Regions from separate parts of the Canis lupus genome. Here region 1 is linked to region 2. A link is a contact called in public Hi-C data. All regions are on one chromosome and are shown on one strand. The core of a region is the stretch at or near the end of the contact, and the rest is flanking DNA. Distances in the headings are between cores, read along the strand shown.

Evidence for each region. A called contact is a pair of places that touch in the nucleus more often than the background predicts.
Region 1: a Hi-C map of skin fibroblasts shows a contact between it and region 2, with 4 times the contacts expected there. The contact joins two enhancer-like sites. A contact is called at or near these places in 2 of 9 Hi-C or Micro-C datasets (amygdala and skin fibroblasts).

The regions. Positions count from the first base shown.
Region 1 is chr34:21,243,407-21,247,570 of UU_Cfam_GSD_1.0, reverse strand. All of the region lies in intron 8 of LOC478670 (lipoma-preferred partner), which reads right to left. Among named protein-coding and RNA genes, the nearest start is that of MIR28, 89 kb to the right of the region's middle. Within about 2 kb of position 1,415, at least 6 of the 20 cell types and tissues checked have an H3K27ac peak or open chromatin away from gene starts, as enhancers often do.
Region 2 is chr34:20,320,535-20,324,562 of UU_Cfam_GSD_1.0, reverse strand. It overlaps LOC106558210 (a long non-coding RNA gene), which reads right to left. Exons shown (of 2, transcript XR_005383875.1): 2 at 1-251. Among named protein-coding and RNA genes, the nearest start is that of BCL6, 16 kb to the right of the region's middle. Within about 2 kb of position 1,837, at least 10 of the 20 cell types and tissues checked have an H3K27ac peak or open chromatin away from gene starts, as enhancers often do.

The sequences.
Region 1 (4,164 bases), core at 166-2,665, 920 kb before region 2:
AAACCTAAGGCTTCTAAAGTGTTTTTTGTTTTTTTTTTTCCTTGAAAGTTTTTCTATTTGGGTCAGTGAAGTTGGGCAAACCAATAAGCTACACCGTAGTTCAGGGAATAATAAAAGCATTTCAACTGCATGTAACTTTTCTAGTTTTTCAATGTATGTATGTACACTCATTCAAAATTTTAACTGCCAGAAAAAAATGAAAATAAAATTTTAATTATCAGAGCAGCCTATAAAGTGAAAAAGTAAACCTCTTCCCCAGAGGTAGCCATACCAAACTTGACTGTTCCTATAATTTTTCTATGCCTGTATACGTGTGTGCATGTATATGTGCACACACACATGCACACATATTCATCACATATAAACGTGTTTTTCATTAAACACAATTGAGATTTTATGTACTGCTCTGTATCTTATCTTTTCTTCAACCAGTTTTTCTTGGTATCTTTTGTAGTACCTATAAATTTACCTTGTTTTTTTTAATAGCTGTCAAGTTATTATATGAATTAGCCATATTTATTTATTTTGTTATTTTATTTACCAGTCTGTTTATACTACTACAAACAATTACACACTACGTGTACTCTTAAAGAGGTATCGCTGGGGGCCCTTGAGCAAATATGTCAAATGGCATATTGTCGTTTGAATTTTAGTGTCAAAATATGTATACAATTAACATTTTGAGAGAGAATACTAAATTTTGTTTCCAAGAGGTTGTATGAACTTGTAATCCAATCCAAAGTATAGGAGGGTACGCGTTTCCCTGCATCTTAGCCAAAACCAAGTATCAAACTTGTAAATCGTGGTCAGTCTGATAATGGAAAATGGGATTTTAAACTGCATTTCTTTAAATAAATAAAATAAAGTGGAACCTCCTGTCAGATTTTTATCAGCTATTATTACTGTCTGTTCTATGAATCTCCTGTTGATGTCTTCACTCTTGTTGTCTAATGGATGGTACTTTTTAGATCAATGTTTATGAAATCTTTATGCAGACTCAAAATGATTGGCTCCACTGGCTATTATTTTTGTTCCCGTGAATAGGTCACTGAGCCTCAGTTTCCAAATGCGTAAGGATGAAACGAGACGATGGATGTGGAACCACACTGAGAACCATAAAGCCCTGCAGGCACAGAATTCTTCTATTTTATAAAGATGTCTTCACTGGCATGTTTCAAATCATCATACATACATAAGCTGTCCATACAGTGGATCACAATGAGATAAATGCTTACTGCCCTAAAACACAAAGAGCGTCTTTAAAAAGGACCCTGGGTGGGTCTTTGTGAACCAAATGGACAGGCACAGTCAGGTGCTCTAGGGCAGGCCCTGGTCAGTGGCAGAGCCAGGTGGGCCTGGTTTCCTGGCTGCCAGCTGAATGCACATTGCACTAAGCCAGGCATGGCACAGTAACTGGGATCTAGTACCCAGGTTCAGAGGCACCACACACTGGCAGGCTCCACATGCTCCTCCTGCGATGAGATGGTGCCAGCAGAGCAGCAGCCACAGAAACTGAGGAGGGGCCCCATAGGCCAGTGACGCAACACTTACAGTCAGCACTGGTTAGACTCTGAGTCACTCCGGTCCATACAATGTAGAAGAACTTGAAAAGGAATCGAAAAGAGTGCTGGCAAGGTTCAGAGGAAGTGACTAAAAGGTCTGGCAATCAGGGCTGTGTGGCAGGGTCGCAGAAACTGGAAGGCCTTATTATCCAGTGCAGGGTATTTACCCCACAGCCGCCCCTGCAGTGCTGACACATTCAGCTGGCTGGCTAGTCCACCATCTCATCCTGTTTCATTCATTTTTATTTACTTATTTTTTTAAGATTTTATTTATTTATTCATGAGAAACACACAGAGAGAGGCAGAGACATAGGCAGAGGGAGAAGCAGGCTCCCTGCAAGGAGCCCGATGTGGGACTCGATCCCAGGACCCCAGGATCACACCCTGAGCCAAAGGCAGACGCCCAACCACTGAGCCACCCAGGTGCCCCTCATCCTTGTTCCATTCAGTATAATCATCTGTCAAGAAACACAGACAGGGGGCTTACCATAGGACGTACTGGGGAAGAAGATAGCGCCCCATAAGGCTAGTAAGGGACATGAGAAATAAAGAAGCAACTTAAATGCCATCTCCTAACTGGCAGGAAAGAGGTAAAGCAGATGATGTTCTCATACCACACGGGGAAGGCCTGAAGGAGGAGGATTCTTGGCTGGGTGATGGAGATGGAGGGAGAAAGCTGCCGCACATTCCAAGAAGGGAAAGTAATTGCCCAGTCCCAGGGGCAACAAGCAACCTTTCTGTTTTGGAAATGTGTGTGTCTGTCTGCACGCGTGGGCACACACCTGTGCATGTGTGAGGCCATAGGCTTTTTATATGCCGATCCAAGGAGGGGGGACTTTATCCTGAAGGCAATAAAAAAGTCACTGAAGAATTTCGAAGGCATTTGCTATAAAAACGAAGGTAGACATAAAGAAAGCCAAAGTATTCCATCAGAATTTGGTGAGTGCGTGTTTAGTAGGAGGAAAGAGTGAAAGGGCTGGAATGCACAATAGACCACTCCTGTGCCTTCGGTCAGGGCAAGCGGGTGGTGCCAACCAGTGACCAGGGACGCAGGCAGGAGCAGGAACAGAAGAGAAAATCGTGGTTCTGTTTTGAAAGTGTTGAAATTTGCGGGCCTATAGACCTAGGTATGAAGACTGTCTGGTCAGTTGACAGATCCATAGCCTGGAGCTCCGAGAGATCCCGGCTGCAGATTTTGGCCTGGAGAGCTTTCAGCACATAGATGATCTTTGTAGTCATGGGGGCAGATGAAACTACCAGAAGAGTGTGCAGTGAGACCAGAAGAGGGATTAGGGCAGGACTAAACAAACAAACAAAACCCCCTAAAACTAACTTTTTTTATCCCCCCCCACCCTTACACACACACACACACACACACACACACTCAATTTAAGGAGTCGAGAGAAGAAAGAAACTCTGCTACAAAAGAGTAGGATGTTACGAGTCGAGAGGTAGGACAAATATCCAGGAGCAGGCAGTGTCAGACACCAAAGGAAGACTGTTTCAAAGAGCCAGCATCAACAGGTTTCCACGCTTCAGAGGGCTCAAGACAGATAAGGACAGACAAGCCCTCAGTGTATTGGAGGCCGCTGGGGTTGTTGAGGAGTGTCGCATAAATACAGAGGTGGGGACAGAAGTCAGGTGGCAGGCTCTGGGTTGTGAGCAGGACGGGAGATGGGCAGAGAGAACAAAGCTTAGATGTGTGTGCATGCACGCCCACGTGCTCACACATGCACCTGCACTCGTATCTGGTCCTAGGCAATGTTATCAATGTGTGGATTCATGTGTCCACCACCCTGAATACGATCCAGGACAATTCCCTCCTGTTGCCTTTTATAACCACATGTACACCATCCCTGCTTAATCTGAGTCCTCCTCCAACCCTAACCCCTGATTATTACTCACCTGTTCTGCTTTTTTCTACAATGTCATTTCAAGAATGTTATACAAATGCAACCACACAGTATGTAACTTATTGGGATTGACTTTCCACTGGGCATAATTCTCTTGAGAGCAGGGTTAAGAATACTGGCCATGAGTAGGGTCACAATTTTACTACTCTCGATGTGCCTGTGTGCTTTTCTCCCTGCAACATTTAAGTTCTTTGGTGAACAAAGACAAGTCATTGGGTTCATCCAGACTGCAGTGTTGCCAGGAGAGTGTGACAGGAAGAGAAAAACAAAGGATTGAGGTAACATATCACAATATAAATTTTTATGGTGTATTTATATAACCTATTTGCCAGAGAAGATACGGCATGACCAGGGTCTTCATGGTGAATATCAGGAATGATAACTAGCATGTATTGAACATCTATTAGGAGGCAGGCACTGCTGTTTGGCACTTACCCCACACGAATTCATTTCATCTTCCTGGTGGTCCCACATGATAAGTACTATCAACCTCCTTTTATAGATGAGAAGCAGAAAACTGAAGAAACTCTGTGGCCACTGTTACCAAGTAGGAAATAGTTCTAGGTTTAAATCCCTGTCTCCTTGATTCAAAGGCTGAGTTCAGTGTGCTGCCTTACAGTCTGCAAGTATGTGGGAACTGAGCCAAGTAGCAAGGAGAGTTTTGAATGTCATGAGACACGGAGTTTGGA
Region 2 (4,028 bases), core at 588-3,087:
CAGAAACTATGAAATCATAGCACTGTGGGAGAGTGTGAGGGCTTCTACATTAGGTCCTACGGTGGGTACTGCACACAAAGCTTGTGTGTGAAGGTCTTGTTTCCATCCTGTCCGTGTACCATTAAGACTGAAGCAGAACCTCAGTGGAGAGCAAATCAAAAGTCCAAATTTGAAGTCTTCTCTGAATATAAGGCCACAGCAAAGGGCTCTTTTGCAGGGCTGCCCATCCTATCTCCTCTTTCCATGATAAGCTATGGAAAAAACAAACAGTGGATTTAGAACCAGGGTATCAGAATTCTAGATCTGACTCTGTTAGGGATTCAGAGGATGTGGAAAATGCCTTGTCTGGGCCTCAGTTCTCAATGCTATAACATCCGTAGCGTTGGATTGGATTGTTGCTAAGGACCCCTCGGTTCTAGCACATTATAGTCCAGTAGTTTTACACTGAGAGTGTAATTGACTCCACGTCTGCTGGTACGTGGGCAGCAATATCCCAGAGGGTCTAAGCCAAAGGAGAAATGGTGGTGGTAGGGAGGTCTCTGCTAATAAATAGGAGCTGTTTTATTACTTCCTGAGGATGCTGAGGTCTGTTAAAGACCTTATTTCATCTAGATAATCAGGTCTGAGAAACTTTAGACCTTTTGCTTTAAAAGAATGAAGATCAAAAAAAGTATAGGAAATACTGATTGAAAGTATCTCTTTTATTGCCTTTAAGTTTGTTCTGGAAGATCTAGGCTTTTCTTCTTTTGTTTTTAAGGGCAAACTCCTCATCTGTTATTTCCTCTAACTTCAAATAATTACCTTTAAGGCAGTGATGGCTGAACTACCTCTGAGTTTCTTACTAGGAATCTCTCTCTAGGTTTTTTTTTTTTTTTTTTCCTTCCTTCGTGTGTGTGTGTATGTGTGTGTGTGTGAATGTTATGACATATTTTTCACATCCACATGGGGCCCAGTGGCTTAAAGACTGCCTGCCCAGTTTACAAGTGTCATCTCCTTCCTATCATTGACTGGGACAGTTTCCAAAAACAAACAGAAGGAAGAAAAAAAAAAAAAAAAGAAGAACAATAGTGCTGAAAAGACACTTGGGAACTGTCACAACTGATTATGAATGCTAGAGATCCAAGGTACAAGGTCTTAGAACCTGTCTCCTCCAACTCAACGTTAAAAATCTTCAATTGGTTTTTGGACCTACTCAGCATAACCCCAGACTTTGGTCTACAATTGGTTAAAAATTGATAGAGGTGAGGATTCTGGGACTGCCTTCTTTATTTAGTTTAAATTTTAACCCCTTCCCCCATCCCAGGTACACATACAGATTCAGCTCCTGTCCATCCCTCCCATCTTAAAGTTATGTAAAATATGTATTTGGATATAAAAGTATAGAATTTAGGACAGATAAACATCATGTAAATCATCGGGGTTATTTCTTCACACGGCGGAGGAAACTGAGTCCTGACAAGTGGTTTTGCTCCAGGTTCCAAAAGGGAGTTCCAGGCAGAACTGTAATTAGAAGCCAAGGGTTTTTTGGCAACAAATCCAGGTTTGGGTTTTTTTTTTTTTTTCTTCCTACCTCACACCATGCCCCTGCAGAGTTACATGTTTGTGTGTGTGTTTGTGTGTGCGTGTGTACATGTTACATAGACACTGACATGTAGCAAACATGCGCGGAGCATCTGTAGTCTGACCTCAGGGAACAGTGTAATGACTCGAATTTCAGGCAGCTGAAAGGTTTCTGCGGGTGGAGGTTGAAATAAACAAGAAAAGCCACTGTGGAGATGTGAATGGAAAAGTACCAGGACCCAAGCACTCCCTCCCTCCGCACATTCTTCCGCTCTCCGGCTCTGCCTGCCATCCAGCCGGCTTCAGATAGGCTTCTGCATGGTCAGGTGTACAGAGGGCGGTGTGGAGAAGAAGAGAGAAAAAAAAAAAAAATGCAGGCACAACAAGCAAATCAAGTTTTTCCACTTCTAGCCTTAGGTAGTAAAGACAGCTAAGTACCGGGAGGCAGCCGCAGGGAGGGTGGGCCAGCTACCCAGAGTTTACAAACACTCCAGTGCTTTCCTCTCTTCATCCCTTCCTGGTCCAGCTGCTACTTTCCTTCATGCTAGAGTTTCATAGGAAGTGAAAACCCTGCTGTTCAAAACAGTGATCCAATGCAATAAACAAATGATTAGGTGCCCCCCTCATCACTTCTCTATTTTAAGCTCCTGATATTTGTTTCCATTTAAAAAAAAAAAAAAAGTGAGAAAAGTGTGGAAAATCAGTGTTTGGGGCGGGGAGGGGGTACTCTGAGCTAGGCTGAAAAGGTTTCTAAAGAAAAAAAAAAGTCTCAGAATAAAACAGGCTGAAAGCAGGCAGCATATGGATCAAAATTAAACGTTGACACTTCTTTTTCAGAAGGTAGTAGCTGGAAATCATCTTCTGTTTTTTCTTTTACGGTCTCAAAACTTTCTGCTCGATTCCTCTAAAATATACCAAGAAAACTCTTTTCTTTCTCCAAGGATGATACAGGGAGCTTGTTTACAAAAACTCTAAGTGAAGGATTTGAGAGAAAAGGAATAAGTAAAATTGTAGACAGCAGGTAGACAGCATCTCCCACACCCATCAGAAGCTGTGTCGAGGACCGCAGCACAGGTGACAAACCTAAGCAAACCCAAATGTCCATCAAAACTCAGTAGTGACATTATGACTTGGGAGTTCGTTCTGAGAACGAATTTACAGTTTCCGAGGAACCCAAAGCAGCCTTGCTTTCCCCAATTCTGCCGGGAAACAGGACACCCTCCTCCAAAGCCAGGTAGTCAGATGGCCTTCATTCTCTGAAATGACGCTGGACCATCAAATGCAGATCCATTTTGTTGTGTCCAGGGTCACACAGGCCTCTGGTGAGGGCCAGCCTGTCCTCTTGATGAGGGAAGCCTGGGGGTGTTGAGTGATTGATCTGCAAGGTTCCCTCCCAGTCTAAAATCCGTAATCCTGAGAAGTGATGACTTAAAAGATCTACCAACTTTCAAGGGTTCCTGACAGGTAAAACTGACTTCCCGTTTGGAGCCCCCTTAAAAAGAGGGCAAGACGGTATTTATTCCAAGGATAGCTTCCTTTTCAGCTATGATTGAATTTTGGGGAACTGGATGCAAAATCCGTTCCTTTCCTTAAATAGATGTAATATTAGGACCAGGCTATTTTATTCGTAACAAAGCTTATATTTACCCCACAGCTGCGATCAGGAACCTATTACTATGCCCAGTCCACTGGGCAAAGGGGCTGGCCTGGTCTTCCACTCTGAGTATTAATAGCCAGTGACAATTAAATCATAGGACTGGTTGACACACAGTCCCTCCAAGTCTACAGGAATCGCTCATAAGACCCCAGACATGGAATCTCTCTTTAGAGCTTCTTAAGGATGATTTAAAAGAATTTGAATATATTCAAGTCAATCCTTCCTTTAATCCTATAACATAGCACTGCTGGAGTGAGGGAGCCCACACAGTGATGCCAACTGGCTACTGATGGGGAGAGATCAAGAATGAGAGAAAGAAGGACAATCTGGAAGAAATGCAACTGGCATAAAATTTGACAGTTACGCTCCTAGGATTTGAAAAGAGATTGAGAGGTGGGTGCACAATTTTCCTCACTGTTCATTCAGTAGAGAGAAGGGGATCTACCTAAAGTAAGTCTCTAGCTTCACAATATTTTCAATATTGTTTTTCTTTTAACGGTGTCCTTCTGATTAATTTCTTTCAATGTAAACACTGATTTGGCAAAACAAAAACAAAAACAAAACCAACGGGTCGGTCGTAGAAATGTGGGACTCTGGCACTTGGGCCCAGAAATAATGTGCTGAGAAGGTCTGAGGTCCCCGGTGGTGGGGTTAATTACCTATAAAGCAGGCCTGGTGGGTTTTCCCTCCAAGGGCTCCCAGAAAAGAATTTAAAAGGGCTGAGGTACAAGAAGGGCGAATTCCTTCCCATCCCCCCTTCTGGCTAGTTCTACTGCCAGTGGGAGCAGATTTCCCTCTGCTCTGCAGCGCC